2 separate regions of the Mus musculus genome follow, and region 1 is linked to region 2. The links are chromatin contacts, called in public Micro-C maps. All regions are on one chromosome and are shown on one strand. Each heading gives the region's core, a stretch centred on a gene start, on an enhancer-like site or on the middle of the called end of the contact. The rest is flanking DNA. Distances are from core to core; before and after follow the strand shown.

Region 1 (5,214 bases), core at 601-3,100, 1.4 Mb after region 2:
ACAAGACTAACATTTTTAGTTTCCTAAAAGTTTCTCAGCCGGGCATCGTGGCCCACGCCTTTAATCCCAGCACTCCGGAGGCAGAGACAGGTGGATCTCTGAGTTCGAGGCCAGCCTGGTCTACAAAGTGAGTTCCAGGACAGCCAGGGCTATGCAGAGAAACCCCGTTATGAAAAGATTTTTGGTTATGTCCAATAATTAAGCAAAAACCAAATACTCTACCGGGCAGTGGTGGAGCACACCTTTAATCCCAGCACTTGGGAGTCAGAGGCAGGTGGATTTCTGAGTTCAAGGCCAGCCTGGTCTACAGAGTGAGTTCCAGAACAGCCAGGGCTACACAGAGAAACCCTGTCTCCAAAAAAAAAAAAAAAAACAAAAACAAAAAACACTTTGACAACTAAGTTCCAATTTTCTCTAGCCTTACTGAACTCATATACATAAATTATATATATATATATAATATTTTTTTTGTTTTGGTTTTTTTTTTTTTTTTTTTTTTTTTTTTTTTTTGGTTTTTCGAGACAGGGTTTCTCTGTATAGCCCTGGCTGTCCTGGAACTCACTTTGTAGACCAGACTGGCCTCGAACTCAGAAATCCACCTGCCTCTGCCTCCCGAGTGCTAGGATTAAAGGCGTGCACCACCATGCCCAGCCATAAATTATATAAATTTTAAACAACTTTTTTCAAACTTTACACAAACTGGAATACTATGGGCAAATTCCCAGGGCCACAACCTCTTTGTGGCCACAACAAAACAGAAAGCCAAAACTGGTCCGAGATACAGACCACAATATAAAGGCTAAGTCTATCCAGGAAAACAGTAATAGTGGTCTACTTCCTCCTTAGATAATTTCTCTTCCTGGTACAAGAGCAGGAGGATGATTACCAAACATCCCGCGTCCCCTGATCTTTCAGTCCCTGGGAGCTACAACAGAACTTGCAAAGAGCCTGCCCAGAGGAGCTTGGGGAGGTGAGACCGAGGCAGTAAACTTACCCAAGCCTTTGCACCGGAGTTGTGCTGGGAAGAGCAGCCGGGGGAGGGTCACTGATGATAATCGAAAGAAAGCAGCCCAGGGAGGGTCACTTATGAGACTAGATTGCCAGAAAGCAGCCGGGGCTCCCGCCTGGCTTCCGGCGACCCCGCGCCCCGGGCAGGTCCTGACACCTCCCTGGGTATCAGCTGCTCGGGGCGCAGGGTGGATGCCCGGGATCTCCAAGCGGCGTCGAGGGGTGGTCACCTCGGTGGGCTTGCCTCGGGCCGCACCAGGGGAGGGTACCGGGACCCAGGGCACAAAAGCACGGCCACTCCAGTCGCCGCTTCACCCCTCTGGCGGGAGCTGCCCGGGCGGGAAGCGGACGCCGCTCGGAAAGCCGCTGCGACTGTCTCAGATCGTCGCCGGTGGCTGATGGCACACACCCCTCGCTGCCGACCCCCACACACCCCTCTCACACCCTTCCGCGAGCGGAGTGAGACGTCTGCTCCTCTAGCTGCCTCCTGGTCTCTGCCTCAGGACCGCGGAGCACTCAAACACCGCTGGGCCCGCCCAGTCCACACAGCGCGCGCCCGGGCACGCAAATTCACTCGCCCAGGGCCCGCCGCCGCGGCCGCGCGCGCGCGCCCCGCCCGGCGCGTGACCGCAAGCCCTGGTTGAGCGTTCTCGCATGCGCGGTGGGGTGGGGCTAAGCCGCGGGCTCGCGCCCAGCTAGACGTGGCACTCTCGGCCCCGCCCCCTCTACGCGCCTCTCCGCAACCTGCGCGCACCCGCGAGCTTGGGTCTCCCGCAGACTCAGTCGGGTAGCGGAATCCAGAGGCGGGGCCAGCCGCTTGAGGGCGGGGCACAGCCTTGGTGGGCGTGGCCTTCCGAAGCTGCTCTGCAGCCACGTCCCACGGCCCCCCTCCAAAGCCATCCTGGCTTCAAGATCTTCAGGGATCCAGACATGTCCGAAGTGAAGAGCCGAAAGAAGCCGGGGCCCAAAGTGGCTGCTCCTGAGCCCGAGAAGCGGAGTGATGGCAGGAAAAACCCCGAGGCGCGGGGGGACGCGGGCTGGGCGGACCCCCGCACTGGGCTCAGCCTGCTGTCTCTGGCGATGACCCTGGGCCTGGCCTGGTAAGTGTGCGATGCTGCAGGCCGTGGGTCGGGCCTCGCGTGGGCGCCTAGCACCTCGAGCCAACCCACTCTCGCTTGAATACGCTCTTTTAACAATGTTCTGGTAGCATGCTCCTGTCGCTGCCCTCTAAAGTCTGGGAACATGTCACCCAGGACTCGGCCCACACTTTATTAAGCATCTACTACTGCACGTCACAAGTTTGCACATACCTAAAAACCACTACTTCCCGTCCACTCTGTAGCTTTGCGGATGAGTTTGCTCCACCCTCCACCAAAAATCGCACTCTTAAAATGTCTGCAGCCTAATAAAAAAAAGTTCGTTGTTGCTGAGCGATAAATGCTAATGAGACTTTCTCCTATTTAGAGCTGTGTGCCTACATTAAAACTATAGTCCTTTTTTAAAGATTTATTCTTGTTTATGTGTATGAGTGTCAGTGTATTTGTGCACGTGTGTGCAGGTGCGCGAGGATCCCGCAAGAGAGTGTCAAATCCAAGAAGCTGGAGTTACCAATGGTTGTAAGACACCAGACATGCATGTTCTTAACAGCTATAAAAGACTATATAGTCTTACTCCTAAATTACAAGTTGAACTGTATGTAACATTGTAAAGAATATGTTTTCCCTTAAGACTAAACATTCGTGTTTTCTTATTGTTGTTGTTTTAGTTTTTTGATACAGGGTTTCTCTGTGTAGCCCTGGCTGTCCTTGAACTCACTTTGTAGGCCAGGCTGGCCTGGAACTCAGAGATCTGCCTGCCTCCACCTCCCTAGTACTGGTGTTAAAGGCATGTACTACCACAACCTGGCTGTATGACACATACAACCCAGCTATATACATGTATTTTTACACTTTATTTGCAGTAGTGGGGGCACCGCCATCCCGCTCAACATTTGTAGCTTTGAAACCAAGCATATATTAGTGATATATTAGTGTAAATGTGGAATAAGAGAGCTAATAGAATTCAGAAAAGACTCTGGATATCCTCCAGGGTAGAGTAGTTTTGATGCAGGTTTATTTCCAGCTTAGTTTATTGGTGACACCCTGAGTCCTTGAGTTTTTTGTTTTTTTTTTTTTTTGGGGGGGGGGGTCTATGGTTGAGTGGTTGGTTTGGTTTTTTGAGAAAGGCTCTTAGGTAGCCTAGGTTAGATTAGAACTCACTATATAGCCGAAGGTGACATTGAACCCCTGATCTTCCTGCCTTCACCTCCCAAGTGCTAGGATTATACTAGGCATTTGTACTGGGTAATGCTTGAGTACTGGGTTTTGTTATAAGTTAATAAAAACGTGTTCAACTGAAATACAGATCATTGTCCTCTTTAAAAAGAACTTTATTTAATGATAGTGTTAGTATTTGAAGAATATATTAATTCTGATCTAAATGTGTTGGATTTGCTGTTTTAAATAAACTATGCATACCTTAAAATGCATGCCTTTTTAGGTAAATGGGGACATGGTACATTTTGTATTGGGAAAGAATATTACTGAGTTATTGTTAGTTCTCTGTAGGGCAGTGTTTCTCACCCTGTGGGTTGAGACCCCCACAGGGGTAACATATCAGATATTTATATTGTGATGCATAATGGTAGCAAAATTACAGCTTTGAAATAGCAATGAAAATAATTTTATGGTTGAGGCTCACCACAACATGAGGAACTGTATTAAAGGGCCACAACTTTAGGAAGGCTGAGAACCACTGCACCAGGGCTTAATACAAGTGGTTTTAGTTGCTAAATTTATTCCTCTAGTTCCCGTTAATTAGACAAAGCCTCATAATCCACTAAGAAACTATGTCATAGAATGTTCAGCTTTTTTGATAATTCAAGTTCAAAAAATGATTCCGTTGAGTCAGCAAGATGGTACATTTGATAAAAGCATTTGCTCTGCAAAGCCAAAGGACAGCCTGAATTCTATCCCCAGCATTCACACAATGGAAAAAGAGAACTGAATCCCCAGAGTTGTCCTCTGACCTCCATACATGCACAGTGGAACACCTGTGACCACACACAGAGAGACAAATAAAAATAGTAATGAGGTGGAGGGCAATTGAGAAAGACAACCAGCTTCAGTCTCTGACTTACACACACACACACACACACACCACAACACACACACCACAACACATACACACACCTTAAAAAGTTGTGCTTCATCTTAGGGATTTAACATTAAGGGTTAAATTAAAGACAAAACATGTTAGTTACACTGATTAGAAAGGTTATTTATAAGCTGAGCTTTGTCTCTCCAAAGTGATTTTTTAAATGTCAAATCAAAATTATAAAGCAAGAGTGTAAATCTGTATCCAAAACTTTATCTATTTACGTTCATTAAGAAAAACTAATAGTGCCGGGTGGTGGCGGCAGCGGCGAACGCTTTTAATCCCAGCACTCGGGAGGCAGAGGCAGGCAGATTTCTGAGTTCGAGGCCAGCCTGTTCTACAGAGTGAGTTCCAGGACAGCCAAGGCTATACAGAGAAACCCTGTCTCGAAAAAAGCAAACAAACAAAAAAACAGAAACAAAACCTAATAGTGATATATTATTTTAAAATAACATACAGTTAATATATTTGGAGTTATTTAAAATTTATATTGAGAAATGTATGTATTTTCAGTATTGCTGTAGACAAACATCTACATAAGACTGTTCCATTGTTGTCTTATAATCAAACAACTTTTATAATAATCATTTTTATTGTTACAATATTTTATGAATTTTAAAGAATATGATAAAAATCGAAAAGTATTGCAGGTTTAGAAGGGAGGCTCTTTGGGAGGAGTTGGGGTACAAAGGGAAAGAAGAATGTGATGTAAGTCTTATTTACTCAAAATATGTTTGTTTTTTTTTTTTTTTGAGACAGGGTTTCTCTGTGTAGTCCTGGCTTTCCTGGAACTCACTTTGTAGACCAGGCTGGCCTCGAACTCAGAAATCCTCCTGCCTCTGCCTCCCCAGTGCTGGGATTAAAGGTGTGCGTCACCACGCCCGGCTTCAAAATATGTTTTTAAATGTTAACAAATTCAGATAAATTGAAATTATGTATCTTTTCTCATCATAATGCAATAAAACTTAAATCAAAAAAAAAAAGCAAGAGTGTAGCTCAGTGGTAAGGGTG
Region 2 (5,008 bases), core at 1,211-3,710:
ACCTAATAGTCTTCTTCTAATATAATATATACTGATTCTGTTTTAGAGAACCTTACTAACACACCTAACAATTTCTCATCTATGAGAAGGGAGGGAGTCACCAGTACTTCCTAGTGATTGTGGTAGCGATTAAAGATGATGATCCATCTAGAATACTCAGTACATTTCTGGCGCATCTAGCCAGCGCTCAGTGAGTTCACTCAGTTAACAAACAGGCACACGGACGGTATCAGGAAGTGATGAATGTAACTATGAGAGCTGCAGTGGAGAACACTTAATAAGGAGAATCTATACTGATCAAAGACTACTGAAGTGAACTGAATGATAAGCAGGCATTAACCTGGAGCATATGAAAGAACAACATTTCCGGGCTCTTGTGGACACGTCCAGGAAGTATGACCAAGAGCCATGTGCCTGGAGGAGGAACAGAAAGATAGACAATGGATGTGGCGACCGGGAAAGAAAAGAATGCCAAAGGTACTGTAGAGATGAAGCTAGACCAACAGACAAGAGGGCCTTACAGAGACATCAAGAATTTCAGTTAGGCTCTGTGAGGCAGAGGCCTTTGTGAGTTCAAGGCCAGCCTGGTCTACAAAGAGAGTTCCAGGACAGCCAAGGCCATACAATGAAATTTTGTCTCAAAAAAAGCAAAAACAAAAACAACAAAAAAAGAATTTCAGTTACTCCAAAAGGTAAAGCCATTGTGATCAGATCTATATTATGAGATGTCCATCCCAGCACAGAGACCACAGGTGTCAAGCCCTCTAGATGCAAGAGACCAATGTGACTGCAACAAGGAGGTGGTGCTGAAGATGAAGATTCAATATTTAAAAGGCAAACATCAATAGGACCTCATAAAAGATGTCGAATGAGGAATAATAAGAACTTAACAAATTTCAACTCCTATAAAATAGGATCAAAACATGTACGAGGACCTGGTTTTGGGGAGTTTTTTTGGTTTTTTGGTTTTTTTTTTTTGAGAGGATAAATCACAAATTTCAACTATGTCAACATGATTTAATTCCCAAATATAGAATGTATTTGTATAGCAATGTCCTACTGTATGGAATTACAACACATCTGTATTACATATGTAATCGTCTCTGACAGACAAAATGAATGATCTTCACATGTGCGTAGGTATATCTGAACAGAATAAAGCTCTATGTGTTCAGTTAGGCTCCTTTCCTTTGCATAACCACAATCCCCTTCTCCTCCAACCTTTATTAAGGAGGGGAAAGCCTTCAAAGTCGAAAAAGAATCTTCCAAGCAAACACCAGAACTGCTTGGGTTTTGTAATGGCTGACTGACTTACAGCATCTTTGTTAAATTGCTTTCTCTGAACAGAGGCGCACGACTCAGAAAACTTAAATACGGCGTTTCAAAGTGTCATCACACAATCCCTGGTTTTGATGTGCAAAGAAAAACCTCTAGCTGATAATTTACAATCAAAATCACTTTAAGGAGCTGGTCTGGAGTCTCTTCAATCCTGTTGAGAAAGGGAAACACTGTGTGTCCTTAATTACTGATCACAGGTAACGCGTCCATGCGAATCCCAAGAAGTTTCTGCAAGCTTTATCTGTCTAAACCTTTTTCTGTAGCTTAAACAGGCGCACTGGAGCCCCCATGGGGATTTCTTTCTCTCAAACCTTATCTGCCCCACCCACCTCACACACACAATAACCGTCCAGTCCAGAAAGACAACTACCATCAGAGAAAGGCGTCCGAAGTGCAGGGCCTTAGCCGGTGACCCCAGCTATCGGAACCAAGTATCAGAAACGAGGGGGGCTGTCTCAGCAGTCCCGGAGCACTGTCCAATTTCCCAAAAGGATACGGAGATCTCCACGGCGGAAACCCGAGCTCCTGCGCCAGCTCTGGGGACTCTCCCAGCAGCAGAATGACCCAGGCAGCGGGGCTCCCGTCGCCCGAAGGCCTCGCCCAGAGTCACCGGCCTCTGAGATCCGCTCCCTCCCGCTTCTCGCTACCTGGATCCGGCTTCCCGGGCCACCCACCGCCAGCCCGCCCGACCCGGCCCGTCACTAGGCAACAGTAGCAGCCGGGAGGCCCGGGGAGACCCGTAGCCCGCAAGCTGGCCGCAGACCCAGGTCGCCCGGTGCCCGAGACAGGTCACTCACCTCGCAGCCGGCTACCTGGAGGGGCGGTGCTGGGGCCGGTCCCCCGCCGGCTCCCTCAATGCCTCCGGGCTGTGACTGCTCGGGCCGCGCTCCTGGCCGCCACCGAACGCTTACTCCATCTCCTCCGTCACCCCCGAGTCCGCAGAACCCCGAGATCGAGGAGTAAAGGGGGAAGGGAGGGAAGGGACTAGGGAAGAAGAGCACGGTAGGGGGAAGAGCACCGAAAGACCTGCCCGCTCCTGCATGACGTCACTTCCGGGCGGTTCGGAAGGGTAAGGCTTGGCTTCCCTCCGCCCTCCCCGAGGCGGAGTGAGGCGGGGCTCCCGGGGCGGGGGTGGAGCCAGCCCGGGCCTCTGCTGACAGCCGTACCTGTGACTCTGATCACTAGTCTTCGCGGGCAAGACCAGCTTTCCGGGGCCCCAGGCTAGGAAGCCCGAGTTTCTGGAACCATAGAAGGGGATTCTCCAAGATAATGAGGACAGGTAACCAAATGTATATTGGAGATGACTGACAGTGACTTGATGGCTGGACACTGCAGCTCTGGTTGTGAGGCCCCTCCCCTTTTCTGTTTCCCAGGCCACCTGCCCTTGCTGGTCTAGTGACTGATTACATAGGACTCAGCTTTCTCTGACTTTCTGCTAAGTGACCTTAGAACCTAGAAAAGCCGTGCTTCTCACACAGGGCCGTGTTAAAGTGCAGATTCTGCTGCACAAGTAGGATCGGATGCTCTGCGTTTCTAAGACATTCTCAGATAACCCCGGTGCCACAGTTCCACAATTAGAGCAACAAAGATTATTTATCTTACGTGCTTAATGAAAGAAGTAAATTGTTCTGAAAAATATACCTAGGTGAAACTGGGCACAGCCTCTGTCTCCCTGCTATCCATCCAAGTAACCCGTACATAGTAGTAGGACTACTACCACCCTAACTAACCCTAACCCTGCCTCTCCTGTCTCTGCTCTGTCCCTGGTTCAGGTTAAAATGTCTTAAGATGGGTAATAGGGTAGATTCTATTACAAGAAGAATTGGAGGAGGGGGAGGAAGAGAAGAGGGAAGAGGATTATGGGGTGTGTGTGTATGTGTGTGTACATGTTTGTGTGGTGTGTTTACATGTTTGTGTAGGTACAGCTGTATGTACACACGCCAGAAAAGCTCGAGGCTAGAGGTTAGCCTTAGGAGTTGTTCCTGGGGAGCTGTCCATGTTTTTGAGACAAGGTCTCTAAATAGAACCTGGTGCTTTGCCTTTCTCTTATCTCTTCAGCTGTGAAATTAGGAGCACCCACCACCAAGCCTGGCTTTTTAATGTATGTTCAGGAGATCCAACTTAGATCTGCATGCTTAGAAAGTTATCATCTCACTAGCTGAGCCTTCTCTTTCCAGCCCCAGAAGGGTGGACTTTTATTTCTGTCCTTTTGCCAAGAGCATCTTATAAGTTATGTGTTGGTAATGTTACTTCTAGTTCTTCGTGGTCAAGAAAGGAAAGGCTTAGATTCTTGTATTCTGCACACAAAACATCTAGAAATCATGTTCTCTATATTTCAACTTTTTCTTTCTTACATGCTTTAATTTCATATTTTACTGGGGTAGGAGGAACTAGTTTATCTCTACTAAACATGAGTCTCTTTTTTGGAGTGATAAAATGGCCTGGGGTTAGATGATAGCAGTGATTGTACAAGGTTGCCAACGCACCAAGAAACACTGAATTAAACATTTTGACAGAATCCTAGTGAGCAAACCTAATCCTTTGCAGACCATGTGAGAATAGCTATCACAGGATATTTGAACACACTGTGAACCTCTGAGATTGTGTTACTTGCTGAAAAGGAAAAAGAAAAAGAAAGAAAGAAAAAGAAAAAAAGAAAAACCTGTTTCTAGTTGTGGTATGGCTCAGTCCTAGCACATACCTTTAATCCAAGAGCTTTCTGTTTATTGTAAACAGGATTACATTAAGTCATCGGTAGGTCAAGAGGCAGAGCAAGCTTTAAGTGAGGTAGGCAGGAGGTGTAAGCGAACTTTCCTCTTCACATACAGCACAGGCACTTTTGCTTCCTCTGGTGAAGAAGGGCTGCGAATGCCAAGCATTTAAGTATCTCTGCTCTAAATATTAGTCTTCCTTGGAGTCTCTTCCAGTTCTTCTTCCTTCTCTACATACCTTCTTTAGGCACCCAGTATGTTCTTGATTCTGTGACGATTTGATGAAAGAAATGCAGTAAAGGTTGTAACCATTAATGAAATATGGCTGCATCCCACCTGACTGCCTGTGGTGGTTAGAATGAAAGTGGCCCCCATAGGTTCATAGGCAGTGGCACTATTAGGAGACATGTCCATGGTGGAGTAGGTGTGGCCTTGTTGGAGGAAGTGTGTCACTGGGGGAGGGGGGCTTTAAGGCAGTCTATAACAATATATATATATAGCTAATAAGCTTTCTTAAATTATCATCAAAAGAAGACAGATTAGGCTTCCAAATAAAGGGTCAGTGTATATGATAATTCTCAGGTTAACACATTCTAAGGGTAATACAGTCGGCATAATAGAGTAAATTTCTGCTCTGAGTCTCTAGATAACCTTGGCTATGTTGGCTTTTAAAATGAGAAAGTATATCAGTTCCTCAGAAAACAAAAAGCTTCTCTCGGTATAAATATTTAAAAGTGCTCTCCATGATAGTGTTAGAGTAAATACATTAAAAATGTATATGTGATATATCCTCCATAGTAGGTTTAGAGCACTGATTCTCAGCCTTCCTAATGCTGGGACCCTTAATACAGTTCCTCATGTTGTGGTGGTCCTCAACTATAAAATTATTTTGTTGTTACTTCATAACTATAATTTTGCTACTGTTATGAATTAGAATGTAAATATCTGTGTGAATAACA

What was found. Hi-C and Micro-C count contacts between places; a contact is called where the count stands out from the background.
Region 1: a Micro-C map of embryonic stem cells shows a contact between it and region 2, with 5 times the contacts expected there. The contact joins the promoter of Ikbip here to the promoter of 1500026H17Rik in region 2. A contact is called at or near these places in 2 of 39 promoter capture datasets (hippocampal neurons and neutrophils), 2 of 484 Hi-C or Micro-C datasets (CD4 T cells and embryonic stem cells) and 2 of 115 datasets of contacts at active chromatin or transcription factors (embryonic stem cells and large pre-B cells).

Annotation. Positions count from the first base shown.
Region 1 is chr10:91,081,189-91,086,402 of GRCm38.p6, forward strand. Ikbip (IKBKB interacting protein) reads left to right here and starts at 1,851. Exons shown (of 3, transcript NM_026166.2): 1 at 1,851-2,108. The coding sequence starts at 1,939. Apaf1 (apoptotic peptidase activating factor 1) reads right to left here and starts at 1,555. Exons shown (of 27, transcript NM_009684.2): 1 at 995-1,555.
Region 2 is chr10:89,683,903-89,688,910 of GRCm38.p6, forward strand. 1500026H17Rik (RIKEN cDNA 1500026H17 gene) reads left to right here and starts at 2,461. Exons shown (of 3, transcript NR_130956.1): 1 at 2,461-2,617. It overlaps Scyl2 (SCY1-like 2 (S. cerevisiae)), which reads right to left and starts at 2,392. Exons shown (of 18, transcript NM_198021.3): 1 at 2,136-2,392.